3 separate regions of the Mus musculus genome follow, and all the other regions are linked to region 1. A link is a contact called in public Hi-C data. All regions are on one chromosome and are shown on one strand. The core of a region is the stretch at or near the end of the contact, and the rest is flanking DNA. Distances in the headings are between cores, read along the strand shown.

The links. Hi-C and Micro-C count contacts between places; a contact is called where the count stands out from the background.
Region 2: a contact with region 1 is called in a Hi-C map of bone marrow-derived macrophages, with 29 read pairs. A contact is called at or near these places in 2 of 39 promoter capture datasets (the HPC-7 cell line, HPC-7-derived erythroid cells and trophoblast stem cells), 2 of 484 Hi-C or Micro-C datasets (bone marrow-derived macrophages and nephron progenitors), 2 of 130 datasets of targeted methods (bone marrow-derived macrophages and embryonic stem cells) and 2 of 9 other capture datasets (embryonic stem cells and pancreatic islet).
Region 3: a Hi-C map of bone marrow-derived macrophages shows a contact between it and region 1, with 40 read pairs. A contact is called at or near these places in 12 of 39 promoter capture datasets (the 3T3-L1 cell line, the C10 cell line, the HPC-7 cell line and 6 more), 37 of 484 Hi-C or Micro-C datasets (the 63-12 cell line, B cells, the Ba/F3 cell line and 21 more), 10 of 130 datasets of targeted methods (bone marrow-derived dendritic cells, embryonic midbrain, embryonic stem cells and 6 more) and 5 of 9 other capture datasets (adipose tissue, embryonic stem cells, liver and 2 more).

Annotation. Positions count from the first base shown.
Region 1 is chr19:5,148,572-5,153,353 of GRCm38.p6, forward strand. It overlaps Pacs1 (phosphofurin acidic cluster sorting protein 1), which reads right to left. Exons shown (of 24, transcript NM_153129.3): 9 at 4,089-4,249; 10 at 3,703-3,796. Among named protein-coding and RNA genes, the nearest start is that of Gm30840, 26 kb to the left of the region's middle.
Region 2 is chr19:5,400,521-5,405,302 of GRCm38.p6, forward strand. It overlaps Tsga10ip (testis specific 10 interacting protein), which reads right to left and starts at 1,986. Exons shown (of 8, transcript NM_001373978.1): 1 at 1,812-1,986; 2 at 500-639; 3 at 1-417. The coding sequence starts at 1,940.
Region 3 is chr19:5,346,856-5,351,637 of GRCm38.p6, forward strand. Cst6 (cystatin E/M) reads right to left here and starts at 2,719. Exons shown (of 3, transcript NM_028623.5): 1 at 2,240-2,719; 2 at 1,542-1,667; 3 at 1-1,194. The coding sequence starts at 2,479. The coding sequence ends at 1,111.

The DNA.
Region 1 (4,782 bases), core at 1,525-4,024:
AAGCCATCTGCAAGACATATCTGACGTACCTGAGCTAGAGGCAGTAACATCAGAGCTTGAAATGGCATGACCTGTGTAACAACTCACAGCCACACAGAACAGGCTGCCTCCAGAGTGTGTGTTTAGTCTATTTACATCACACAGACTAACCAATATTAACAGTCTAGAATCCAGAAAAGCCCTGCTTGGTTGGACCTAGGGTAGAAGCTCACTCTGGGGGTTCAGCAAGAATTTCCACTGGGTGGTTTCAAGGTGGCATGACTTGTCAAACCCTGAGACAGCTACACTGTTGTTTTCATGGCACTATGGAAGCTTCTGGGGACATCTACTTCCCCACTTCTATAGGAGCTGCATTAAGGGCATGTGACAAAGAAGAACTGGAACAAACTCATGACTCCTGAAACTTCTGTTCCTGCTCCAATATACCTAAAGGGCAGGGCTGGGCAGGGCAGGGCAGGGCAGGGCAGGGCAGGGCAGGGCAGGGCAGGGCCGGGCAGGGCAGGGCAGGGCAGGGCAGGGCAGGGCCGGGCAGGGCAGGGCAGGGCAGGGCAGGGCAGGGCTGGGCTGGGCTGGGCTGGGCTGGGCTGGGCAGGGCAGGGCAGGGCAGGGCAGGGCCGGGCAGGGCAGGGCTGGGCTGGGCTGGGCTGCGGTGTAGCTCAATGACCTTGGCATGTTAGGGGAAGTACTAATCTCTAACACTTTTGGTGCTGCCTCTGCTTGGCAGAGAAGGGAGACTGTCACAGCTTCAGACTTCCGCTTTGGCTGACTGCGGCTTGGGTGGGGGTCCTGAGGCAGGCTTTACAAGCACAGAGAACCAAATTATGTTGTGATTGTGTGTTTGAGTCTCAAGAGTTGAAAACTCAACAACTGCTACAATCTGTATCAGCAGAAATCCTTTCTTGTTGTAGTAGTAAAGTGAATCCTCTAAGAATTTGGAGCCTAAAAGTGGGAGATTAAGAAACCCCACAACTGGGCTGGAGAGATGGCTCAGTGGTTAAGAGCACCGACTGCTCTTCTGAAGGTCCTGAGTTCAAATCCCAGCAACCACATGGTGGCTCACAACCACCCATAGTGAGATCTGATGCCCTCTCCTGGTGCATCTGAAGACAGCTACAGTGTACTCACATAAAATAAAATAAAATAAATCTTTGCAAAAAAAAAAAAAAAAAAAAAAAGAGTAGTTTGTTTCCCCAGTGAGACTCCCTTGGAGGAAATTAAAAAGAAACCCCACAAGTCTTGAGAACTGGCTCCAGGGTTAAGAGCACTTGCTGTTCTTGAAGTTGTTCAGGGTCAGCTCCTGACACCACATGCTGGCTCACAGCTATGTGTAACTCCAGTTCTAGGAGACCCTACACCCTTTTCAGACTTCTGTGGGCACCAGGCACACATGTATACATATGTACAGACAAAACACTCATACACAAAGTAAAATTTAAAAAAAGAAAATACATTAGCAAGGTTGGTGACATAGCTCACTGGTAGATTCCTTAGTTCAGATAAAGCCTGGGTTCTATTCCCTGTGCCACAAAAAGAAAAAAAGTTAAAAAAAAAAAAAAGTAGGCCAGGCATGGTGGCACATGCCTTTAATCCCAGCACTCCAGGGTGCAAGGGCAGGTAGATCTCTCTAAGTTCTAGGCCAGCCTGGTCTACATTGTAAGTTCCAGAAGAATAGCCAGAGCTACATAGTCAGACCCGATCCTGAAACAAAACAAAGAACTAGTGCTTAGCCATGGGGGTGAGAGGCTCTCAAGGTGAGACAGGAAGTGCGCAACCACTAGATCCAACACTCACACCTTTGCCTAATCTACCTTAAGTTAAGAGCACAGCCTTGTTCTACCATCCCAAAGTGCCTCCATCCCAACGGATTCCACAGTTCTACACCCACACCCAGACATATGGGCTCTTCAAAATAGAAATCTCAGCAGGGAGACAACAAAGCGGATTTGAGGTCTGGCCAAGGGAACTAGCATTGAAGGACTTGCGCAGAAGACACTCATGGTCTGTCAGTTTTGGAACTCTAAAATGGGATGTGCTAAAGAACTGTACTTCAGTAGGCCTATCAATCAGCACACTCTGCCTAAGTCTGACCCACAGGATCTCACAGCGTTCCCACATGGCTTTTTAGAGAACACGTTTTCCATGTAGGCGTTGCAGATGAGGAAACAGCCTTGAGAAGAAGCAAGTCAGCGGGAAGATGGAGTTAAGATTCACTCTGGAAAACTCACCCCTTACAGTTGAAGGCTTTCTGTTTCCTTGTTTGAGCTAGGGCCTCAGTAAGTAGACCAGGCTGGCCCCCAACTTACAAAGATCCACCTCTGCTGGGATTAAAAGTGGCTTCCTTGTTTGTTTTTGCCAAATCAAGGGCTACATAGTCAACTTCTGCCAATGCAGAAACACCTTTCCCCCCATATTAAACAGCTCCTCTTACTCATTTAGTGGTCATGACCATTTACTGAACACTCACGTATGCCATACTCTATGCTTACTGCTTCATGACCACTGGCTTGGTTAACACCTTACGAATACTCTGTCACAGTAGCACGCTGCTCATCACTCACAGAGCACGGTGCAATCATCTTCCCTTCAGCAGGCTCTGGGGTTCTTCCCAGAGATGGTGCTCTGAGTGCTCTAGTGGTCAATTATTTATCCACAAGGACAGAGACTTTCTGTAGCCATCTGGCAGGTCTCTGTGAGGAAAAGCTGTTCTGAGCCATGCCCCAATATTAGCAGCACACTAAACACTGCCTCTTTGGCTCTCAACCACTATGAACCTGCTTGAAAGGTGCTGGGAAGGTGGATCTGCAAGCTGCAGGCTGACGCTTCTCCAAGGGCAATTTTTAGCATTGGCCACAGTTTTCCTTCTTTCACTTCCTTACTGTGGTACAGTTCTAGGTGGGCTTGGCAGCCAGCTGTTCTTTAATAAACAGATAAGCTGGGAGACAGCTCCATCTGGTGGCAGAAGGAAGAAAGGTCGCTGAGATGCCCCAGAAGAAGGTACACACACACACAGGACAGGAGCCTGGCCAGCCACAGACTGCTTTTGGACAGATGGAGTGCCTGGCACCGCCAGCTCATCTCCTCACAGTTAATAGCCACTGCAGAGTAAGATGTGTATTCCCCCTGTGAACACATTATTATGCCTCATTTGATGCCAGAATAGTAAGAACTGGAGATAATCAGTTTCTCTCATTAACAGAAAAATATGGCTCTAAATAGCACATCAGAGCTCGGTTCTAAAACTATATATGGTGACTGTCTGCCTTTAGTTGTGGGCAAAGGTATGAACAGCTTCTTTCTGCAAGGCTGAGGAGGGCTTGACAACGACAGGCTTCAGTCTCTGACCAGCTGCTAGGAGCCATAGCAGACAGCTCTCCTGCTCAGCAGGCAGAATGAAACCTACTCACTAAACAGTACATTCTTCCACCGTATTGCTCTCCCCTGTTTCCTGGACAGATCACTTTGTCCTTTTATACCTGATTCTTTTTGTAGCCTGAAGGCAGACTCTCTTCCCGATAGGCCAAATGGCATGCACTCTGCCCCATGCTCTCAGGGAGGGTTCCGAGGCAGGGCTCAGAGGAGGAAGACTGAAGATACTTTGTAGGCCCCCAAAGGAGTGACATTTAAGAGAAGCAGAGGGCCCAGAGTGAGAACCCAAATACGGCAGGTCCCTCTCCCAACCCTTTTCACCATCGTTCTGCTCACAGGACTGGTGGTGTCTTTCCCGAGGCTGCCCTTGCTGTTGAGACTGCCAATCTCCGTCTGTGAGCTGGACTGAGACATCCCCTCAAAGAAGGGCCTGCAGCAAAGAAGCACAGTGGCTGTCAGCGGTGACTGCAGCTCAGAGAGCAGCTCCCAAGGCTGAGTGAATCAGCACTCAAGGCTCAGCAGCAACTCAGGCTTCGCAGACACTGGTTGGGTAGCATGCTACGGAGTTGGTCAAGGGATCTGCAGAGATTCCTATCAGGACTCTTGCCATGGAGATGATGAAAAGCTACAGTCCTCTGAGTGAATGAGAGAGGAGGCAAGGGACACAATGATGGAGGGAAGGGGAGCTTGGGAGGTGGCCTGGGAGGAGCTCTGGGTCTCACTTGAGCTTGGGCTTTGGGGTGCTGAGGATGCTTTCTGTTTCCTCCATCTCAGGGCCACTGTCGCTGGGGTTGTACATCTCTAGACTGTCGTACAGTTCATCCAAGTCCTCCTCCACTTCCCGAATCTGCTCCCGGGACACGTGTTCTAGCCCAAAGCCCACCTGTAAGCAAAACAAACATCTATGAGTCTGGAGTTCTCCCTATTAACACTTGTGGTTAGATGAGCAAGTCCTGTCTCCCAGGTCATCTGTCAGTGGTGCCCTCAGTGTCCCCTAGAGGGACATGCAGCACTGTCCCTCTAGACCAACGGAGTGCGAGTACTCGAGTAACCTTTGTGACCTTATATGGTCAGCCTCTGAGAGCAGGGACATGCTGGGGCTACTTTCTCCCTCAGTTACGATCAGTATCCAAACCAGGGCCGGCACCAGGGGGAAGACACAGTGCTGGCGTGCCTCCCAGGGACTCATACAAGAAACCCCAATCTGGTAGCCTAGCCCATTTCCTGCTCTGTCCTTTAAATTCAGGTGTAAGCTACTTTTTGCAGCCCACAGTGAGACAAAAACCCTTTCTCAACATTTTCTATCTTTACTCACTTTTAGTTTACTTAGGAACCTGGGTGAATGAAGCCAGGACCTCCAGGGTCTAAGGATTTCTACCCAGAGGTGATCAATGAGGATATATCACACTTGGGATG
Region 2 (4,782 bases), core at 736-3,235, 250 kb after region 1:
GGCAGTTCCCCAGAGCTGAGACTTTTCTCAGCCTCTTCAGAATTCTGGCCTTCTATCTCTAAGACATCCTCAGACTCTGATCCTGACCCTTTCCCTGATAACCAGAAGCTAGGTTGATCTAGCCCTTGACTCTCCACTTTGCTCAGAGGCAGGGGAAAGTTGGCCCAGCCCCCTAGGTGATGTCTCCTCCCCACGCTTTGCTCTTCCATCTTGTGGCAGGCTCGAAGGTCTTCTGAGAGGTTGGCTACTGACTTGTGCCTGGACTTGCACTGGGGGGCTGCTGGAGGGAGGAGCAGGGGTCGATGGCCCATGGCCATAGAGGAACTTGACTGAAACAGAGCCTGGCCATCTATGATGAAGCTCTCCCAGGCCCACTGGAAAGGGAAGGAAGGCTTTCGAGAAGGTGGACTGAAGAGACTGCAGGAGGAAGAGGAGAGAAGTCAGAATGAGGGTCCTCCTAGTCCCCAGTGCACCTTCCAGTCCCTCCCCAGCAACTTACTCCTCTGCCTCAGCTGAGCCACGGCCTTTCTTGTTCCGCCTCCGGGCCTTTCGCTCTTTCTTTGTTGTCTGCCCTGCGCTGTAAGATCTTTGTAGCTGGCAGCTCTGACTCTGGAGACTGTCACCACTCCCAAGGCACCTCTGGGCAGGGACAGGGAAGAGGGGAGCTCTGACTAGCCTCCCATATGGTGCTTCCTCTTCAGGTTCACCTCCCAGGGGCTTCCTCTCTGTCTAGACTGTGCTGTGGCTGCCTATAACCTTCTCTGATCATTCACTACCTCTTCTGTTAAGACAGCACAAGCTGGACTGGAGAGATGGCTCAGTGGGTAAAAGCACCCGACTGCTCTTCCAAAGGTCCGGAGTTCAAATCCCACCAACCACATGGTGGCTCACAACCATCTGTAATGAGATCTGACGCCCTCTTCTGGAGTGTCTGAAGACAGCTACAATGTACTTACATATAATAAATATTAAATATTTAAAAATAATATAATAAATATTAAAATATTTATAAATATTATTAGTTTTTGTTGTCTTGTTGAGATGGTGTCTTGTGTAGCTGAGGACGGTCTCAAGCTCACTGTATAGCTGAAGATAGCTTTGTTTTGAGATGGTGCTTTTCTGTGGAGCCCTAACTGTCCTGGAACTCACTCTGTAGACTCGGCCTCCAACTCAGAGGCCAACCTGCCTGGGATTAAAGTTATGTGCCACCATGGCTTGGCTGATGATAGCTTTGAACTACTGATCCTCCTGCCTCTGTGTCCCAAGTGTTGGGATGACAGGCTGCACCAGCATGCCTGGTTTGGACTTCTTTAAATTTTAGAAAAATATCGGGGTGTGATGACACACAGCTGTAACCCCAGATACGCAGGAAGCAGAGAGGGGAGGACTGTGAGCTCCAGGACAGCCCAGATCAGGTAATTTGGTAGGAGACTGCCCAACAAGCCATCCACTGCTGGCACCCCAAAACACCAAGCCACACCACCCACAACAAAAGCTCACATTTTTCTGGATGTCACCCAGGGCTCTGGACTTAGTGCTGAGGAAGTGACAAGTTCCTTAGTGGAAGGAAGGAAGGAAGGAAGGAAGGAAGGAAGGAAGGGTTTTTATTTCCCTAAACTCCTTTCCTCCCTGCAGTGTTCCCAAACTGCTCCATCTGTCCTCTGTGGTCCTTGTCCCAGGCATTCCCAACTGTTACCAGGACCTGAGCTCCAGTCTTACGTTTCCTCAAGAGCCTTAGCCAGGGCTGACCTCTTCTGGCCTAAGATGCCAATGGGCGGTTGAAGCTCCCCAACTGGGCCTGCCTCCCTCACCTGGTCCTCCGGAGAGATGCTTGATAGAAGTCTGAACAGCCCTGTAGATGTCCCTGGAACCAAGGGCTCTGTACTCTGCCTTGGTCTCTCCGATAAGGCCCTAACCAACAGTTGGTCAGTGTTTAGCATATTGGCATGTTGCCCTCTCCCACCCCTACCTGCCAGCTCTGGAACTGCCCTCTCTGCCATCTCCATGACAACCAGGCTGTGACCGGTCTGAATGATTCCAGCAAAAAGTACTCGGTAGCGATCAGCCAGAGTTCTGCTGGTCTCCTTTACGAGACTGTGTTCAACAGCGCCCAGAACTGCCTTGGGCCTTGCCTCTGCCCCTGCAACCTGACCTGGTATAAGCTCCCTACTTCTCTAGGCCTATGTTTATCCATCTGCTTTTGAAGGGATATCAGAACTTGTCACCTCAAAGGGCCCTCAGGTCCTGTGAAAATGCCCCATTGCTGCACAAGGCAGGCCATGGCCTTCTGGCCGCAGGATACTGTGTCCCTCAGAGAGGCAGCAAGCCCCTCAACCTGAGAATGACAGAACTTCAGCCATACTTGTTTCCTGAGCCTAATGGTGTATATTTATACATTGACTGGCTTTGTTTTGAGCATTTTGTTTTGCTTATTTTAGACAGTGTCTCACATGTAGCCTAAAAAAATTAAAAATTAAAAAATAAAACAAAAACAAAAACAAAACATGCTGGGCAGTGGTGGCACACACCTTTAATCCCAGCACTCGGGAGGCAGAGGCAGGCAGATTTCTGAGTTCGAGGCCAGCCTGGTCTGCAGAGTAAGTTCCAGGACAGCCAGGGCTACACAGAGAAACCCTGACTCAAAAAATCAAAAACCAACACAAAAACATGTAGCCTAGCTAGCTGGCCTGAAAGTCACTGTATAGGCCAGGCCGTCCTTGAACATACCGTCCTCTGCTTTTCCTCTGCTTCAAGAGAGCACTGGGATTAAAGGCGTGCGCCACCACACCCAGCTGGCATGTACATATTTTAAACCTCTCTAGCCATGTAAGGGCCCATTGGATCTGAGAACTCCTGGTTCACTTCATAATTGGGGGAGCACATGATGAGTGGTTGGAAGTTGCCACTGAGCCACTAGGCTTAAAGGGAAGAAGAACATAGGATTACCGAATAGCCGCTGGGCAAAATACAATTTTAAATTTCAATTAAAATAAAAATTTCAAATACAATAAAGTTCAAAATATGATTTAATTTTCAATTAAAAGAATAAGCCTGGGTCTGGAGAGATGGCTTAGCAGTTGAGAACACTGACTGTTCTTCCAGAGATCCTGAGTTCAATTCCCAGAAATTACATGGTGGCTCACTACCATCCATAATGGGATCGGATGCCCTCTTCTGGTGTGTCTGAGGACAGCTGCAGTATATATATGAAAGAAAGGAAGGAAGAGAGAAAGAAAAGAAAAAAGAATAAGCCTGTCATTTTACTGTTTCTATTGCTACAATAAAACACCATGACCAAACAGCAAGTTGGGTGGGGGAAGAGTTTGCTTGGATACATAGTTCATCATCCAAGAAATTCGGGATAGGAACTCAAGCAGGCCAGGAACCTGATGGCAGGAGCTGATGCAGAGTCCATAGAGGTGCTGTTTATTGTGTTGCTCCCCATGACTTGTTCTGCTTCTTTCTTATAGAACCCAGGCCCACCTGCCAAGGGATGACCCCAGCCACAATGGGCTGGGCATTCCCACATCAGTCATTAAGACTAAAGGCTTGCTACAGCCTGATCTGACACAGGCATTTTCTCAACGGAGGTTTCCTCTTCTCAGATGATTTTAGTTTGTGTCAAGTCACTATAAAGCTTTGTGGCATGCCTGTATTGTTAGTATTCTTCAGTGAGACATGCTAAGTAAGGCGTAGAGATATATAGGACAGGAAACTTATTCATGGAATTAACTTATGTAACGAGGATGGCTCAGATGCCCCACAATAGATCATCTGCCTGCAAGATAGAGATACCAGCAGCAGTGGGGCTTCAGAAAAAGTTGAAAAACTTAGAGCCAGGGAACTCCTCTTATAACTTATAGTTCATGGTCAAAAGCCTGAGAACCAGAGCTCCCTGGGGCAAAGGCCAGAGACGCTTGAGTTCTTTTAATTTGTTTGTTTGTTTGTTTGTTTGTTTGTTTTTCGAGACAGGGTTTCTCTGTGTAGCCCTGGCTGTCCTGGAACTCACTCTGTAGACCAGGCTGGCCTCGAACTCAGAAAAATTTTATTGTGTGTGTATCTGGGGGATGGGGGGACACCAACATGCCACCGCATATATCTGGAGGTCAGAAGACAGCAAAACTCTAGGAGTCCTTCCTGAGGATTGAACTCAAGCCATCAGGCCTGACGGCAAGTGCCTTTACCTGCTAAGCCAACCACCTTGCCACCCAGGAGCCTGGAATTCTGGTGGCAGCAGAAGTTAGCAGAGCTCCTGAAAAGTCCTGTTTTCTTCCTGTGTCTACCCCAGCTGCTCCAGCTGCGTGGATGATGCCCATCAGCTGCCGGGGCCCATCTCCCTGCTTAGTTCACTAAGACTCGTGGTCTAGCTTCTGGAAGCATCTGTGCTCTATTGACTACTTAGTCTGGTGACGTTGACACCCAGAATTAACCATCATAGAAATTATTCTATTTGTTAAAGGCAAGGTCTTATGTTTTGAACACTGGCCTCAAGCTATATGTAGCAAAGGATGGATTTGAACTCTTCAGCGCCTGTCTCCACCTCTCATATATTGGAATTACAGGCAGAAGTTTCCAACCCATTGCACTTTTGCCTGAGACAGGTTTGTTTGTTGTTTAGGGTTTTTTGTTGTTTGTTTTCAAGAGAGGGCCTTACTCTGTAGCCCTGGCTGTCCTAGAACTCACTCTGTAGACTAGGTAGGCCCTCCAACTCACAGAAATCTGCCTGCCTTTGTCTCTCAAGTGCTGGGTTTAAAGGTATGTGCCACCAAGCCTAGCTCTTGA
Region 3 (4,782 bases), core at 1,469-3,968, 200 kb after region 1:
ACTGGCTTCATGACCTCTGGCCTAAGGAACTCAGGAGAGAAAGTCACCTCCAGCTGCCAGTACATACGAGAATCTTTGTGAGCTGGAAACCCAGTCCTGTAGGGCCCATGGAGTTGAGCAGCCATCTTACACAACTGTTTGGTACTGAGAGTTCAGCAGGATAGGGGCTTCCCTTCACAAGCTAGCTGATGAGGGGACTGGACTGGATTGGAGACTGCTTGGAGGTCCCTCATGTAGCCACAGTCATGCCCATAAGGCCTGGTGTCGGGGCCTTAGAGGGCTGTAGTCTGAGAACTTGACATTCCCCCAATATATATGTGGTCAAATGTTCCAGACATGCTGAGTTGGAATGGTGCGTGCCTGTGATCCCAGCACTTGGGAGGCGGAGGCAGGTGGACCTCTCAGTTTGAGGCCAGCCTGGTCTACAGAGTGAGTGCTAAGACAGCTAGGGCTATGCAGAGAAACCCTTCCTCAGAAAAAAAGAAAAACATTCCAGCTACCGAGATATGAAAGGCTTTGCTGCTGTCGCAGAATGTACCTTGCTAAAAGCAAGCAAGGTCTCATGAGGGCCCTGTAAGCCGCTGGCTGGTGCTCTTTGCTGCTTCACCATTTGAGGGCAATAACAAGAGCTGTGTCACTAAAAAACTCACTGGTCTGAGCCATCAGGCTTTGCGACCCTCCTGACCCCAGGTTTTGACACCCTCCTCCTCGGAGTCCCAGCATGAACCCTGGGAGAGAGGCTGGACTGGCTCACACAGACATCCCTACTGTAGCTAGTCTCCGGTATCCATCTTCTGTGTCTTTCTTTCCTCCTCTGAGACCACTGAAAATGTCTGGAAGAGGGGCTTCCTCTGAGGACCCTACCCTCAGTACTGCCTCAGAGGGATCAGTAGGGGCTCCCCTGGAGGGTAAGGACATGGTGCCCAGTCAGCTGTGGGGTTCTGAGAGTCACTGGGAGCAGAGTGAGGGTCAGGGTGAGTGAAACACACAGGAGAAAGCAGTGCAAGAAGCAGAGCTGCAGATTTATTGCAACAGACGTGGCCCGTGGCCCTGAGGCGCCTCCACCATGCTTGTTCCCATGGGGCCCTGACTCTGTCACCCTGGGGCCGGTCACACCTGCACGCAGTCATGCTTTAGAAGCTGAGTAGTGTTCTTCCAGGGGACTTCAAGGAGCTCAAAGTTGCAACGCAGTTTCTGAGAGGGAAGCACAGAGGACAAGGAGGGTGAGGTTGGCAGCAACCTCCTCCTCCCAGAAGTCAGCCCCCCTGACGGCCACGTCTCTCTGGAGCCGGGGACAGACCATGAGTGGTCCCAAAACATGGAATCAGAAGGCAGGAGATGCTCCCAGGTTTATCTCAGGCAACTCCTACCCCACGAGGAATCCCCAGTCTCTCTTCTGCACTCCACCCTGGCCTGAGTCATACAAGAGCCAAAGCGAACAGGTGGAGCCAGGCTTCTGCCTGACCAGATAGACTGGTCAGGATAGACAAGCTAAGGGCCTCAGACCCTGCATGGGGTTGGGATGGGGTCGGTGCTGTTACCTCCTGCTGCCCCCCTGCAGCCAGAGGGCAGGTGGTGAGGTCCATGTGTTCTCCAGAGACTCTGGTCTTTCGGCACTCTGTGCTTTCTATGTCCAAAGTCAGGTAGTACTTGATGCCAGCCACCAGCTGGGAACCAAACAGGGCAGGTGAGAGATGCCTGGGAGTCCAACCTGTGTGTCTATGCTTTCCCTCCCTCTAAGAGTCTCCACTCTCCCAGGCAAATGCAACCCTCTGACCTACATATTCAGACCTGGAGTGGAGGCAGGAACTTCTGTGTGTGAGCAGAGCCCTAGGCTGGGCAAGAAGCTGGAGAGCTCCTGTCTGCGGCTAGACTGTAAAGGTGAATGGTATGTGGCACCTACACTGGGCCCTTCCACTCCACCTGGCAGGTTGGGGAAGTGAGGTTAGTTATGCCAAAGGAGGCTGCATCCTGCATTTCTTTGATAGTTAGATAGCGCTGCTTCCAGAGGACTTTACTAATCTGTTTTGTTTTGAAGTATTTCATAGAAAGGTCTGGGGGTTATGGTTGGTTTTAGTGCCCCCTTGTGTTTGGTAGCAAGCTAAGCAGCTCTCTGTTTATCTCCTGTCTCCTGTCACCTGTCCTCGGTCCCCCTGTCCCTGTCCCTCTCCAAATTGTCCCTCTCCACAGCCACTCTGTTCCATAACCTGTCCCACAACCTCTGTCCCAGCCACCGCACCTGATATTTTGCATCGATGACTTTGGTGTCTCGGAAGTAGTAGAGGCTGTCGCTGCCCATATTGTAGCTGGCCACAGCTGCCTGTGCGGCCTTTTGCACCCGCGGGTCGGTGGGTGACAAGTTCTGGCGTTCTCCGGTCCTGCGGCTCCGCAGCTCGGCGCGGGCGTCAGGTGACAGGGTCAGGAGGCAGAATGCGAGCAGGCCAAGGCCCATCGCCAGCGGGAAGTGAGGACGCTCCATAGCCGCGGATTCAGTGTCTGGACTTCCATCCTGCGCGGCTTTTACAGCCTTCGCGGGCCCCTCCCGGCCCCGCCCAACGCCTGCTTGTTTCCTTAGCAAGCCTGGACCAGCTTGCAGGTGCCTGGAGGCGGGTGCACCTCCCCTACCTACGCAGTGTAAGAACCAGAGATGGCACACAGGTCCCAGAACCTCTACGTGTAGAGATGCTGGCCTATCATTCCTATCTCCCAGGAGGGAGAGAACAGTTCATACCAGGGCCCTGACGTTTGAGTTGCCAAAAGCAATTATATGGTTACATTCTTACTGCTATCATTTTATCATTTCCTTTTCTCTTTCTTTCTTTCTTTCTTTCTTTCTTTCTTTCTCTCTCTCTTTCTTTCTTGTTTGTTTGTTTGTTTCGAGACAGGGTTTCTCTGTGTAGCTCTGGCTGTCCTGGAACTCACTTTGTAGACCAGACTGGTCTCGAACTCAGAAATCACCTGCCTCTGCCTCCCGAGTGCTGGGATTAAAGGTGTGCACCACTATCATCCGGCATTGCCACCATTTTCTTATCGTGCCATTTTTAGAGAAATTATAACTCCCAGCCTGCATTTCTTCTTCTGAAAAATAAATGCTATAAGGATCGATGAACTGACACAGGTAAAGAGCCTAAGAGAGGCCGGGTGCCATGCAAACAAACGGTGGGTGGGTAGGAGTCCTTACTACTCAAGCCGGCACTACTGTCCCTCACAGCCATGGTGGACCCGGTTGGCTGACCCTTTCACTTTGCAGAGGTGGGACGCCATGGCACAGAAGGGAGAAGTAATATGTGCAACGATTTCAACTGGTCCCTAGTAAGTAAGTATACTGAAGAGCCTAAGTCGTGTGTGTGTGTGTGTGTGTGTGTGCTATAAAATAAGATCTTGTGTGTCCCTGGCTGACCTTGAATTTCATAGCTCAGGATGACTTTGAACTCCTGATCTCCCTGCTTCTCCCTTCCAAGTGCTAGCATTACCATCATATTTTATTTGGTGCTGAGAACAGAATGCAGGGCTTCATGTGTGCTAGAGACAAGCACTCTACCAACTAATATCCCTAGCCTCATTTCATTTTGCTGGGCTTGAACCTAGGGTCTTATGCATGCTGGGCAAACACTTCACCTGCAGCCCTCGTTTTTTTTGTTTGTTTGTTTGTTTGTTTGTTTTGTTTTCAAGACAGGGTTTCTCTATGTATCCCTGGCTGTCCTGGAACTCACTCTGTATGTAGACCAGGCTGGCCTCGTACTCAGAGATCTGCCTGCCTCTGCCTCCCAAGTGCTGGGATTAAAGGCATGCGCCACCATGCCCGGCATGCAGCCCTCGTTTTACTCCTTATCTCTAGATAGGGACTTGTTGATCACCCAGGCTGACCGTGAAGCCCTTGCTCTGTAGACTGCAGGCCTTGAGTCTGTGGCTTCCCAGCTTCAGCCTCCTGGCAGGGATTACAAGCCTGTGCTACCAGGTCAAGTTCTTGTCTATGTTCTTAGCTCAGGCTGAGTTTGAAAAGAAAGACTTGCCTCCGAAGAGGGGTGAGTCACGCCAGGTGCCATCTTTCTAACTGGGAGGCTTTGGATAGTCACTCAGGGCCTGGGTGTCCTACGGGAAATAGGATGACAAGTCTTTTTTCCTAAAGCTGTTCTTCTGACTGACAATGACAGTTCCACACTCTCATCCCTAAGGACACTGGACATCCAGTGGGGTAGGAGCAGATCAGCCACCCCATGGCAGCTGCACGTGGGCTGCCCTGGCAAAGTTTCCTTCCCCGGGCATCTTATTTCATGTTTTCTGACTAGCTCAAAGCCACTTTCCCTCTTTTCTTTTTTTTTTCCCCACTTTACTTATCTATTTTTTATTACTTTTTTTTAAGAGAAATGTTCATGCCTCAGCATGGGAGAGGTGCGTGTGTGTGCGTGCCATAGCGTGCACACGCAGAAGGTGAGAGAGGTGTGCGTGCCATAGCGTGCACACGCAGTTTCCCAGAACTGGTTTTCTCTTTCCACCAGGGGGTTCTGAAGTTTGAACCCAGGTCTTCAGCCTTGGCAGCACGCGTCTTTACCACTGAGGGCCATCTCACGGGCCCTCCCTGAGGGTCCTAAATGGAACTTGAAAGAAGAGGCTGCTTTCAGCACCTAGCAGACGATTAGAACTTGAGAAGCCATTGCTCCGCTGTGGTGACTATTACAGGCAGGCACCGGGAACATTCTTCCTCCAGTTCTAGACCTTTGAGCATGCCAGGCTCGTGACGCACTGATTCTGGACCCCGAGTGTGATCGCTCCCCATCCAGC